Linked DNA regions of Ovis aries: region 1 is linked to region 2. The links are chromatin contacts, called in public Hi-C maps. All regions are on one chromosome and are shown on one strand. Each heading gives the region's core, a stretch centred on a gene start, on an enhancer-like site or on the middle of the called end of the contact. The rest is flanking DNA. Distances are from core to core; before and after follow the strand shown.

Region 1 (5,962 bases), core at 3,386-5,885, 160 kb after region 2:
AGCTTTTGGCCCAGAAACTATGTTCTGTAGAGGCAGAAATTTAAAAAACTGCTATATAAAGAAGTGACAAATTCATAAAATGCATCACACTCTATTCTTTACCTTTCAAGACTTTCTTCTCACTCTAAGAATAACTGAATCAGTAAACAAGAACAGGTAACCCCCTTTTCTGACCAATTCTAAGAGTGATGAAGTTTACTCATGAAAATGAAAGATGAAAAGTTTTCAGTATTACTGTAAAGCTAATCTAAAATCACTGCCTTTGGGCTCTGAAACTAAGATATGCACAGTCATTACTTCCATGACTGCCGCTGATTCAATTCCTTCAGTTGCCTGGGTTCCAAATGGGTGAGGGCAAATAACAGATTATCTTGGCTCACCAATAATCTGCTTTAAAAAAAAAATTAATTCAATCTTAAAAACTGACACCAATGTGATGCAATAAAAAGCTGTTTGGATAACTCTTTTATAGAAACTCTGAACATTTACTAGATATGTTTAGAGTAACTTTTCCACAGTAGAAATAAACCAGGAATAAACCTATCTGAAAACAAAGGTCAACCAGTCACTTCATTATTTAAAAGCCTTTAACTCATCTGAAAGAACACAGGACCTAGAGCATGAAACTCTGAAGACCTCAGTCTCCCAAAACAGGGCACACTTCTACAGAATGTCTTCTACTAGAGTACGTCTGCTTTTGAAATGCCAGTACTATTTTTAAAAGGTAATAAAAAGACATTTCTTTTAAGTTTTCTCTGAAGACATGTTTTTCTCTTAGGTTGATCATAATCAAAACTAAAGGTCATGGAGACTGATTCTTATACATTTAATAAGTTGCTGTATAAAATGCCCTGTCAGGTTGGTGGCGGGAACTAAGATCATAAGCATAACTAGCTTCCTACTGCAACCACGGAAGAAAATACTTACTAGCAAGATGCAACAATTCTTATGCAATACCCTGAAATATAAAATATCCTCAGAAATACAAGAATTTTAGAATTCTGGTCCACAGACTACAAATACTGATTCACTGTATACACAGGTGTCACCTGGAACATAAAATGTGAAGACCTTCCTGGTAGTGTTGATGGTGGGAGAAGGATCTTACCCAGCATATACAGTAATAAGGAACAAAGTTATGGCTCTTTCAACATATTTCCTTTTCTCCTCCCACACCTGCTCCTGCCCTACTCAACACAGAACTCAAGATCTCAAAAAAAAAAAAAAAACAACAAAAAAAACCCAAAAATACAAATAATAAAGTGCATGTTACTATCCTTCACCCCAAGAGTTTTTACCTTTCAAGAGAGAGCATTTAGACCCTAGATGGTAGTAATCAAAGTTGGTTAACTTTAAGTTGATCATTGGCTTGAATAAATACAGTTGCTTTCATCATAATGTTATCAACATTTTCTTAATTTTCATGTGCCCTTACCACACTCAAAAATATATGTCATGTCAATGTATGGCAAAACCAATACAATACTGTAAAGTAATTAGCCTCAAATTTAAATAAATAAAAATTCTAATAAAATTTAAAAAAAAAAAAAGTGAAATGAAAGCCAACAAGAGAAGGTTAAAAACTTTTCATCTCTGCTGTCATATTATTAAGATGGCCAAGTTGGGGAGATGAAATAAACTGCATTCCTGACTTCCTAGCCCAGATTCACTTCAAAAAGAAAGGAGACTTTTTCATGGTCCAGGGTTGTTTTTTTGGCCATGGGGATCCTAGTTCCCTGACCAGGGATCAAACTCATACTCCCTGCAATGGAAGTGCAGTCGTAACCACTGGACCACCAGGGAAGTCCCTCATGGTCTAGTCCTTTGATAAGCTATTGATGAGGATCACTGCAGAGCCCAACAGCTTGGAAAAAATGTATTCTTTCTGTGGCAAAAACAAAAAGGCATAAGCGGTAGCTGGAGCTGAGGTGGTGAGCAACATTGAACCAGGTAGGGAAGGAATTATATAAACTCTGATTAGGTGTGCTAAAAGGGAGACCAAGAGGTAGGAGCAAAGAATAAAGGAAAGTTACTGATGCTTAGTTTAAGAATGAATTTAGAAAGACACTACATCAACATCTAATATTCCTGCTGTTCTCTGGTCTTAAACTCCCACCAGAATGACCTGAATCACGATCAAAAGGCAACCCTAGGTGGGCACCTACAAAGAACACATCTAAGCTGGCCAATTAAACATGAATCTGAAAAAATTACCAGGAAAACATGTTCAAAACTAAAATGCAAAGAGGAGGACACTAACGTACAACTTATTTAAAGCTATATCAATGATGTATAAAGAAAAATTTTTCAGTGTCTATCTTGTGCTAGGCATAATATAAGACCTTTATATGAGTTTCCTCACACAATACCGACAATGACTCTAGGACATAAGCTGTATTATCCCACTCACAGAGATGTGGACATTAAGAAAAGACTCAGAAAAGTTTAAGGACTTGCCCAAGGTCACATGGCTAATAAATCTTAGTACAATATTTAAACCCAGACCTATCAAGTTCTAAAGACTGTATTTTTATCTGATTGATACACACACATCCTGCCAATTACCTTATTTCAGCTCCTAATAAGCCATTTCTACACAGAACACCAAGTGGAATAAAACTCACCAGTGTCACACTCAACCTCTTCCTACTACAAATCATAAACATATTAAGAATCAGCCAGGTCTACCTTCCAGAGCCACTCAGCTCTTCCATCACATCCCATGAAACTCAACCATAGTACTATTCTCTGCTACCAGGAATCCAAAATCTTTACAAAAATTACATTTGCCAGTAGTATGTCCTAACTCCCTCTGTGGCACTGGCCCATGCTGCTGAATGCATAGGATGATTCCTCTGCTAAATAAGAACTCCTCAGACCAGATATAAAAGAGCACCAGTGTTTTGTGGGGTCTTTTTTCCACTCAAAATTTACCATGAAGTCCTGAAAAGCAGAATTCTAAGGTGGATGAACTCAGACACCAACAAAAGGCAGTATCACTCAGGATTCACTAGCTTTTAGTTAAAAGTGGCTAAATGTTCCCCTAAATAGCAAGAAATGACAATCCAAAGCCCTAAGAGGCAAAGAGAACTGATTTGACAAAGGGCTAAAGAGAACTCTGGCAAACTAATTCCCAGCTTTTAACAGTGTAAGAAATACGATCTGCACAAAGGCAAAACAGGGAGGCAAATGAAGATACATTCACTTCTAGGCTTAACTGGAGTCATGTGAAGATATGCAGCAACCATTTAGGATAGAAAGTCAAGAAGCCTAGAGTCAATTAAACTTGCAAAAGTAATTTTACCAGAGGTGGAACAAAGCCAAGAACAATACCCCAACTCTCTGGAAACAGTGGCAGGAATTTTATGACTTTAGTGGTCAACACTTGAGCACCAGGGTAGGGTATGTCTTGAACTCGAATTTAATAGCCTTCAACTCCTACTCACCTTTCCTCCTTTATCACTGAAGTAGGGTCAGGCTGAGCTCCTGAGAAAATAGGTCTGCAGATTCACTGAAGGACTGAGAAAAGTTAAAGTTTAAATGGCAAAGGTGTCTCTTCTACTAAACATAATAAAAAAATTGTAACATAATAAAAAAAAGTATTAATACATGCTAGTATTTTTCAGACCTCCTCGAACTATTTAGAACCACAGAAATTTATCTGTTACTAAAGAAGTAACTTTCAAACATTGTTACAGAAATGAAATGAACCAGGCAAGTCATCTCCCAGTTCTGCTAAAATGTAAAACTCATTGGAAAGTAAAAGCTGAATCTTTTCAAAGCTAACCCATAAGCAAACCTCTCAACAAGCAGCCACAGGGCAGGGGGGAAATCCCGCAGAGAGCGTGATCGCGCTGGTGCCGGTTTGTTTACAGACTCCAGCAGCAATCGCATGAGTCAGAAATTCAAACCACCAGATGCTTTCCAACTAACAGGGACAAACGGCACCGTTCTAGGGTGTCCTCAAAGATTTAGGGGTGAAGGGAGGCAGACTACGAGAATTACATTACAAAGCGGACAGGAAAAGACGGCAACAACTGACTCCCGGGTTCTTGAACCTCGGCCTTCCGTACAAGGTGCTGGGCCCGAGAACTCGAGATGGGGGAGGGGGGCACACTGCGCGGTGGCCCCGAGGTTACGGGAGAACTCGAGGGGCGCCGCGTCCCTCAACCTAAAGGTGGGGGGGGGGAGCGCACACAAATGGGTCACCCGATGAAGCAAGAGGTCCTGCAGATTGTGGGGCAGGCTCCTAGGGGCAACCCTGGGGCTGACCTGAGGGAAGGGCAGCCAGTCCTCCCAGCGGTGACTCGGGTCATGGGGAGAAGACCTGAGCCCTGGGAGCTTGGGAAAGGAGTCAAACCCATCCTGGAGGGGTCTGGGCCAGGGGAGAAGGGGTCAGGCCAAGCCGGAACGAGACACGGACCGGGTAGGTCAAGGGGGGGGGGGATGTCCGGCTGGGGCAGTTACAAGCACGGGAGCCGGCGAGGCTCAGCAGCCCGCTTCCCGTCTTGGGTCATCCTTCTGCCAGCGGCTGCTCCAACTGTTCCGGGCCCAGCCGCCCCGTCCACTGCCGCCACCAACGCCGCCGCCATCTTACACTGGCCAGCGGCCGCCACCACCACCGCCTCCGCTCTCTGCGCTTGCGCCTGCGCCGCCACGCTTTCCGGCCCCTTTGCGACGCTGTGCTGGAGAAGGCTGAGGGAAGAGTGGTCGCGCGAGCTCTCGGCTCCCAACCCTCCTCGAAGGACGCATAGGGGGCGGGGCTTAAAGTCAACGGAAAACGGAGCGAGGGGCGCGTGCGCATTACTGCGAAGGGAAAGTTGCTTTTCGTAGTTTTACTGGGGTTCACTTTCCTTGTGATACTCAAAAGATAGACGGCCTCCCAGAATTGTGTTGGAGATCAACTTCATTTCTAACAGGCTGGCAGGCAACCTTCTGAACCTCCATTTTCCCCCGTTTTTGAATACTTGGAACAAGCAGCTGTCTCTAGATTTCTTCTGAAACCCCATTTCCTTTGAGGACCTTGTTAAGTGGTTTCTATACCTCTGAGAGCTATTTACCCCTGGGAGCCTCTATCTTTTAAGAAGCCTGAGGTGCAGCTAAGCTATTCAAGAGGCTCTCTGAAGCAGGGTAGTGCGTTGAAGACTCCCAAGAATGGGACTGGAGGTATTCACTCTGCCTACTTCTGACACCTGAAGGAAGCGTGCAGAAGATCCGTGAAAAGGTTACACCCAGCTGCCAGGCCGGGGGTGAGGGGTGGGGCGAGGGTGACCAGAAGGCCCAGGGTGCAAGGCTCCTTGTCATCTCTTCTACCGCTACATTCCTATTATAAGTCATTATTATAATACGTGGACTTTTGCAACAGATGCCAAGCTGGTTTGTCTACTTCCATTATTGCCCTACTAGTTAAATAAAGGCAGTCAGACTGACCTTTTAAAATGTAAGCCCAGAGCACTCGCTCAAAAGCTTCCCATCACACAATAAAAATAAAAATGCTCAAAAGGACCTCCAAGGAAAGCCCTACATGATACTGCACCTATTTCTCTGATTTCATCTTCTCCCATACTACTTAGCTTTAACCCTGCTCTAGCCCTTTGGCCTTCTTGTTGTCACTCTTGACCAAAGTATGAAGAGCCCCAGGGCTTTTGCACTTGTTCCCTCTTCTTGGAATGTTCACCTACCCGATCTTTACTAGACTTGTTCTGTCCACTTAATCAGATCTCTACCCAAATACTCCTTCCTCAGAGAGACAACTCAACCATTCCAGCTATAATAGTATCCTACACTATCATCATCCTCTGTCTTTTCACTCTGCATTTTATACCGTTTTTTACATATACTATTTAACCTCTAATTATATATTTGTAATCTATACTACTAGAATATAAGCTCTATAAGGGTAATGGCTATGTCTTTTTCATCTTCATAACCCCATTACCTAAGAGGACTTAGAACACAAAGT
Region 2 (6,282 bases), core at 3,565-6,064:
GCACTCACACAGTGTCTGAACATCCACGTGCGCCAGCACAGCCCTCTTCTCTGCTATCTGGGCCCAGCTGCCATCCGGATCCTGAATCCACTCGGTGGCAGTGCAGTGGTAGGTGCCTGCATCGTCCGCTTGGGCACCGCCCAGCACCATGCGGTACCGCTCGGACCCCTCCTTGCCCAGCCGCAGCTCCCCGGCTGCCAGTCGTGCGGCATAGGGGGCTCCAGCGTCCACTGCCAGGTCGGGCCGGAGCCCCACCACTTCCTGCAGAGTCGCTCGCCCCACAGGCACCTCGGGCACAGCCCGCCCAAAGGACACGGCCAGGTGTGTGTGCTTCTGCGTGCTCGTCCTCGCCAGGCAGCCCAGTGCCAGCTCCTGCCCCTCATGCACTGTGAGGCGAGGGGGTGAAGTCGGGGCCTGGCGGCCTCGCGGCCCCGGGGGGCTAGCAGACACCTGCAGCGTGTCTGGAAGAACTAGAGAGAGCAGGTGGAGTGAGGGGGCGCTGTTGACCTGTGTGAGCTGTTTTCCACCTACATCTTATTTCCCTAAATAGACCGTGAGATCCTAGAAGGCAGAGACTTCGTGTTGTATCATTGCTTCTGTAACCCAGTGGTGCCAAGCCCAGTGCTGGCACACAGCAGGCACTCAGTAAATACTTGCTGAGTTTCATAGAACCAGCTCATCGCCTACTCACCCTTATGTTTGAGAGTGACCCCTGTTTGAAATACTCAGCTAAGTGGCTCTGTCTTCCTTCCCGGAAGACAAAGAACCTTAAGAGAGCAAGAATGTCACATGGTCTCCCTCTTCCTACCCTGCCTCTACTTTCCCCACTCCTCCCCCAGATCTGGATCCTGAAATCTCCAGGCATGGAGTCTGTTCACCCTATGGGGCTCCCCCACCCTCCAGGGAATGGAAAGCTTCAGGACACTTCCCCGTCTCCCAGGAAGCCGCTTGATAGAGTAAGAGCTGTGCTGTGCTTAGTCATTCGGCTGTGTCTGACCCTGTGTGACCCCATGGACTGTAGCCTGCCAGGCTCCTCTGTCCATGAGGATTCTCCAGGCAAGAAGACTGGAGTTGGTTGCCATGCTCTCCTCAATAAGAGCTGTGGACTGGAATGAAGAGTTCTGGGTTAGAGTCCCAGGCCAGTCACTAATTTGCACAAAGTCAAATTAGGGGACCTCCTTGGACCTCAAGTCCCTCTTGAGTTGCGGCTGGCCCTGACTTCCTGCCTTTGGGAGAGAGTGGCCCCACCCTCTCAGGGCCCAGTACCTCTCAGTTCCACTTTGCCGCTGTAGCTGCCCAGGTAGCGGGCATCAGTGGAGGGTGTGTAGCATTCGTAAATGCCAGCATCCTGGGCCTGCAGGCGGGAGATCCTGAGCACCGCGGCATCACCCTGCAGACGCTGCACCTGAACCTCGCCAGCTGCCACTCGGGGCCCAAAGATGGCGTAGGAGAACCGGGTGTCCCTGGTGCTGACAATGCCCAGGGCAGCCTCTGGGGCCTCGGGCCTGTACAGGAACCACTCGAAGTCCTGCTGGGCAGAGCCCTCGTAGCCACTGACATTGCAGGAGATGGAGACGGCAGTGCCAGCCACGCGGTACAGGGGCCCCTGAGGGACCAGCACTTCCCGGGCACAGCACCCAATTCCTACGGGGAAGGACGAAGTTAGGCACGCCTGGGTCCTCACTGCATCCCCCCAGCACCCGCATCATCCTTGCTGCCTGCTTGTGAAAGGAAAGGAAACCCGAGGACACTCGGTGTACAGCTTGGGCCCCGTTCTGAGAACCAGGAAAGGATGCTGGGAGGCAAGACACCTGGGTCTCAAGGAGGTGGTGGGAGAGAGCCGGTTAGCCTCAGAACACAGAATCATCCCTGTTCCTGGCAGGCCAGAAGCAGAGCAGCTAAGTGAAGGAAGGGGTGTATCTGCTTTCTGATTTAACCATTGCTTGATTCCAGCTGCACCTCCCCTTATTACCCCACTCTTCTGTCTGCGGACCAGGTGAGCCTTCTAGCTAAGGGATCCTGAGACCACATGTCCCCCTCCTTTATTTAAAAGGAGCTGGAAAAACTTTGATCAGAAGGGCTGGTTGGCCCAGCTGTGTCACCTGGGCCAGGGGACTCCAGACAATGGAGCCACTGGCCCGGGCAGGAGAGGGTACAGGCCCTGTCAGTTCTCACCACAGCATCCCTCCCCCCTCTCCAGCTGTGTCATGAGCTCACTGCTTCTCCGCCCTCTGGGGCTGCCGAGGCAGCTGAGGCTCATGGGGCAAGAACCAGCCTCTGCCCTGGGCTCTGGGGGCAGAGGCTCCCCTCCCCCACCAGTGCCTGCCAACCTTCCCCGAAGGCCCAGCTGACACACAATCCTCCCCCCACCCCCTAAACAAAAGCCTTAATTTGCATATAGTGTGCATTCATTTACATACGGCTCGCTTTCTGTAGGGAGGCTGTAACGACCACCACCCAGCCCCCAACCCGCCCTCACGGTTGTCCCCTCCCATCTTTCTCTACTCAGAGAGGCCAAAACTCTTCTTCACCCCACCCTCACCCCTAGCCTGCCCTCAAAGGGTAGCCCTGTGGCCTTGGACGGCTCAGCTTCTTCTTCTGTCTTTCCACAGCCCCAAATCACAGAATCTCAGGACACAAGGAGGGCTGGGTCAACTCTCTACCTCCATCTTACAGATGAGAAAGGTAAGGTATGAGAAGTAGAATGTCTTGGCCAAGTTCCTACTATCCTTGGCTGGCCAGAGGCAATGGGAACACACAAGGGGAGGCCTGAGGGCAATGGCCTCACCAAGCAGAGCATCACTCCAGGGACAGACCCTAACCTTTCTGCAGGGGCGGGAGGAAAACACCTAGTCTGTAGTCAGACTGTCCTCCAGAAGCCCTCCCCATAGCTCCGTCTTCTCCCTGCGGCTGAGTCATGGGGAGACCTCGTGGCTGCTCAGTTAGAGCACAGGCTGGGAGTCTGGAAGCCGAAGCCGAGTTCCAGCTCCATGCCCAATCCCAGCTGTACCCTGTGGACTAGCCCCATCCACACTACACTGGAGGAGAGCTAGGAGCTCTCCACTTTGACAGGGAGATAGCCTGTGACTCAGAAGGGCCCTGCCTCAGGGCATTTCATAATCAGCATGACGGAGCTGGCCTAGGGGCAGACTCTGCTCAGGAGGGCCCCCTCCCATCTTCCTGGCTCCACAACTGCTGATGCTTGGAGATCCCCATGGGAAAGTCACCCTCACCGCCTTGGGAAACCAGCTGCCAGGGAGCTCTCTCCAGGCCCCCTCCTGTGGGTTAGCAGAGAAGGAAAGGAGAGCATAGAGACCTGCTTCGGGTCTCTGGTGTGGGTTCAAATGCAAGCCCCAACACTCACTCAGTGTGTTCTCTGGGGCAAGTTATTTCATTTTCCTCACCTTCAAAGTAACAGTAAGTGCCCGCATCCAGGACACTCAGATCCCACAGACTCTCTTATCTCTCTGCGCCACACTTACCCTGGGCTCCTCTCCGCGCCACGCTGCCCACTGGGGAAAAGAGGCCCAGTGCTAGGTAACCAGGGCCCACAGCTCCCTGCTCTGTATGGCCCCGCCTAGCGCCCCAAGGAGAGGACTCATTCTAGTCCCACAGGGCCCCGGGACCTATGCAGTACAGGGAGGCCGCTTGGCTCTGAGATGGAGCGCTGGTCTAGAAACAGGCGGCTAGGGCTACGTCAGCCTCTGCCTTAACTATGGCAGCTCTGAATCCGGGCACCAAAGCCACCCCCTCGCCGCCCTCTGTTCTGATTTCAAGGGTTGCAGTCTCCTGAGTCTGTGTAGGCAGCCACCGTCCCATCCTCCTCCCCAGGCCAGCCCTACAGGGAGCCCTCCAGTCCACACCCAGAACATTCCCACTGTCACTCCCTCATGCAGCCTTGCAGCAGTGGCTCAGACAGCCCACCGTGAACACCCACCACAACAGACACGGGGTGCTTGGGGGTCTCAGCATCAGTCTCCAGGGAGCCTGGTTTCTCCTGAGGCACGGAGGCTGGGACTAAGGGGGTGTGACAGCTGGTGGGAGGCTACAGAGACAAGTGCTATCTGAGAGACCCGACCCAGGATGAGGCTGACGCGTCAGATAATGAAGTTGGAGAGGGGGATGCAATTAGGGGAGACTTACTTCAAAAGATCGTGGGCAGAACGGGCCCCTGGGCCTCCAGCCAACTCAGGCGATTATGAAGATGGCCAGGCACTGCCCACGCAGGGCGAGTACCTAAGGCCGGGCCTGAAGCTGAGTGTGAGGCAGACAGGAGTCGCAGCGCCCCCCGGACCTGAGTGTGCCAGCAGGGAAGCAGGACCCGGCCCCCGGAGGCCTGGCGGTCCCTGGGGACCGCACTTTGGTAGGTCCAAACTGTGTCCCAGCCTAGGGCCTAGAACTGGGGAGCCTCATCACCCCCGCAAGACTGGCTAGGCCGGCGGCCACAGAGGGAAGCTGGACGCCAGGCCCGGGAAGGCTGGAGGCGCCGCTGAGGGAGAAGGGGCTACCAGGGGCTCCGAAATGCTGGGGTGACGACAGGGCTGAACAGATAGCAGGCACCTGCCGGGCGGGGCTGGGAGCTGGGGCGGGGGGCCGGGCTTACCCAGCATTAACAGCAGCAGCGGCGGCGGCGGCAACTTGGGACCGAGGGCGCCCATCCTGCACAGCCGGCTCTAGGAAGGCTCTGGGGGGCGGCGCGGGCTCTGGGTGACCAGGGGTTCGGGGGGCGCATGCCCGGGTGGGGGTCACGAAGCGGAGCTGCGAGGCGTGGGTGCGCGGAGCGGAGCTGAGCTAAGCGGGAGCTGCCAAGTCCCCGCCCTCTTCCCTCCTCCCTCTCCCCTCCTCCTCGCCACCTCCTACTGCTTTCCCTCCCGCCTAGGCTACTAGGAAGACCGTTCCCGCCCCGCGTTGCCCCGACGCCTCCCAGCCTTGCCCAGGCCCCGCCCCGGCCCTGGGCTGCTGGCCCCAGTCTGGCCCCGCCCCGGTCCCCAACTCCGCCCCAACCCCTTCCGACCCTGGCCCCGCTCAGGTCCCCGGGTTTGTCCCGACAGGGTCCTGGACCTCGGCCCCGGCTCTGCCTGCCCCAGTCTCCGCCCCGACCTCAGCCTAGGCCCAGCCCGGGTGCGGCTCGGGTACTCGGCTCCGCCCAGACCCCGGCCCAGGCCCGCCCCCCTCAGCCCTGGCTCCGCCCCGACCCCGGTCCGCGGGCTGGAGGCACAGGAGCTTGGCCAAGTCCCCACAAGCTCCGCAGAGTGCACAGGTGCCCTGCACAGTCTTGTTTTTCTCCGAGAGTTAGATGCTAGGGCCCTGGGACGGGCGAAGTGACTGTGCCTTCGTATTTAGAACCTGGCTATTTACTCTGGACCTCTAGGCCTCGCCGCAAATCCTGCTGAAACGGGAAAGGGCGGATCTAAACGTAGCGGAACTAGGAGGACCTGAGCTGAAGGGCTTTACCCGGCTCCACAGGGTCACTGAAGACCTGTTTGCCACCCCCTCGGGGCAGAACAAGAGGAAGAGAGTTAGGAGGCTGGGCCGTCTGGGTGCCGTCGCTTCCTGGCTGGCAATCCTGGTCAAGTAGCTTAACATCCTTCCACTTTTCTTGTTGGCAAATTGAAATGAATGACATCCACCCCAAAGGATTTTTGTGACAATTGAGATAATGTACAGAAGGTGTCTGGCACAGAATACACTACATAGGAGATGCTGCTGCTGCTGCTAAGTCGCTTCAGTCGTGTCCGACTCTGCGACCCCATGGACGGCAGCCCACCAGGCTCCCCCGTCCCTGTGATTTTGCAGGCAAGAACACTGGAGTGGGTTTCCATTTCCTTCTCCAATGGATGAAAGTGAAAAGTGAAAGTGAAGTCGCTCAGTCGTGTCCGACTCTTAGCAAACCCCGTGGACTGCAGCCTACCAGGCTCCTCTGTCCATGGGATTTTCCAGGCAAAAGTACCGGAGTGGGGTGCCATTGCCTTCTCCGAAATAGGAGATGGGGGAGGGGTAAATTATTACAAACGTTTGCTAAGAGATTTAGTTCAGACCTAAAGAGGGGGTGATCCTGGGGTTTAGGTGAAGGAGTCTCTAGTTCCAGTGAAAGACCAGGGTGGGGCCAGACCAGGAAAAGGGACAACCAGGCCTGCTAAGCTAAGGCTGTCAGAGTGGCCGTCCATGGGGGGGTGACCCCAAAGCTCATCTAGCGCCTTCATCCTCAGAATTTCATCTGTTCCCACTCATTGCCCCCAACCCTTCCTTTCACTCCTTACTCCCTTTTACAGAGGAGGAAAT

The links. Hi-C and Micro-C count contacts between places; a contact is called where the count stands out from the background.
Region 1: a Hi-C map of liver shows a contact between it and region 2, with 2.5 times the contacts expected there. The contact joins the promoter of DCAF8 here to the promoter of IGSF8 in region 2. A contact is called at or near these places in 3 of 16 Hi-C or Micro-C datasets (hypothalamus, liver and tail adipose tissue).

The regions. Positions count from the first base shown.
Region 1 is chr1:111,283,535-111,289,496 of ARS-UI_Ramb_v3.0, forward strand. It overlaps DCAF8 (DDB1 and CUL4 associated factor 8), which reads right to left and starts at 4,636. Exons shown (of 15, transcript XR_006061319.1): 1 at 4,424-4,636; 2 at 3,447-3,519.
Region 2 is chr1:111,126,330-111,132,611 of ARS-UI_Ramb_v3.0, forward strand. IGSF8 (immunoglobulin superfamily member 8) reads right to left here and starts at 4,815. Exons shown (of 7, transcript XM_027976987.2): 1 at 4,604-4,815; 2 at 1,267-1,644; 3 at 9-470. The coding sequence starts at 4,658.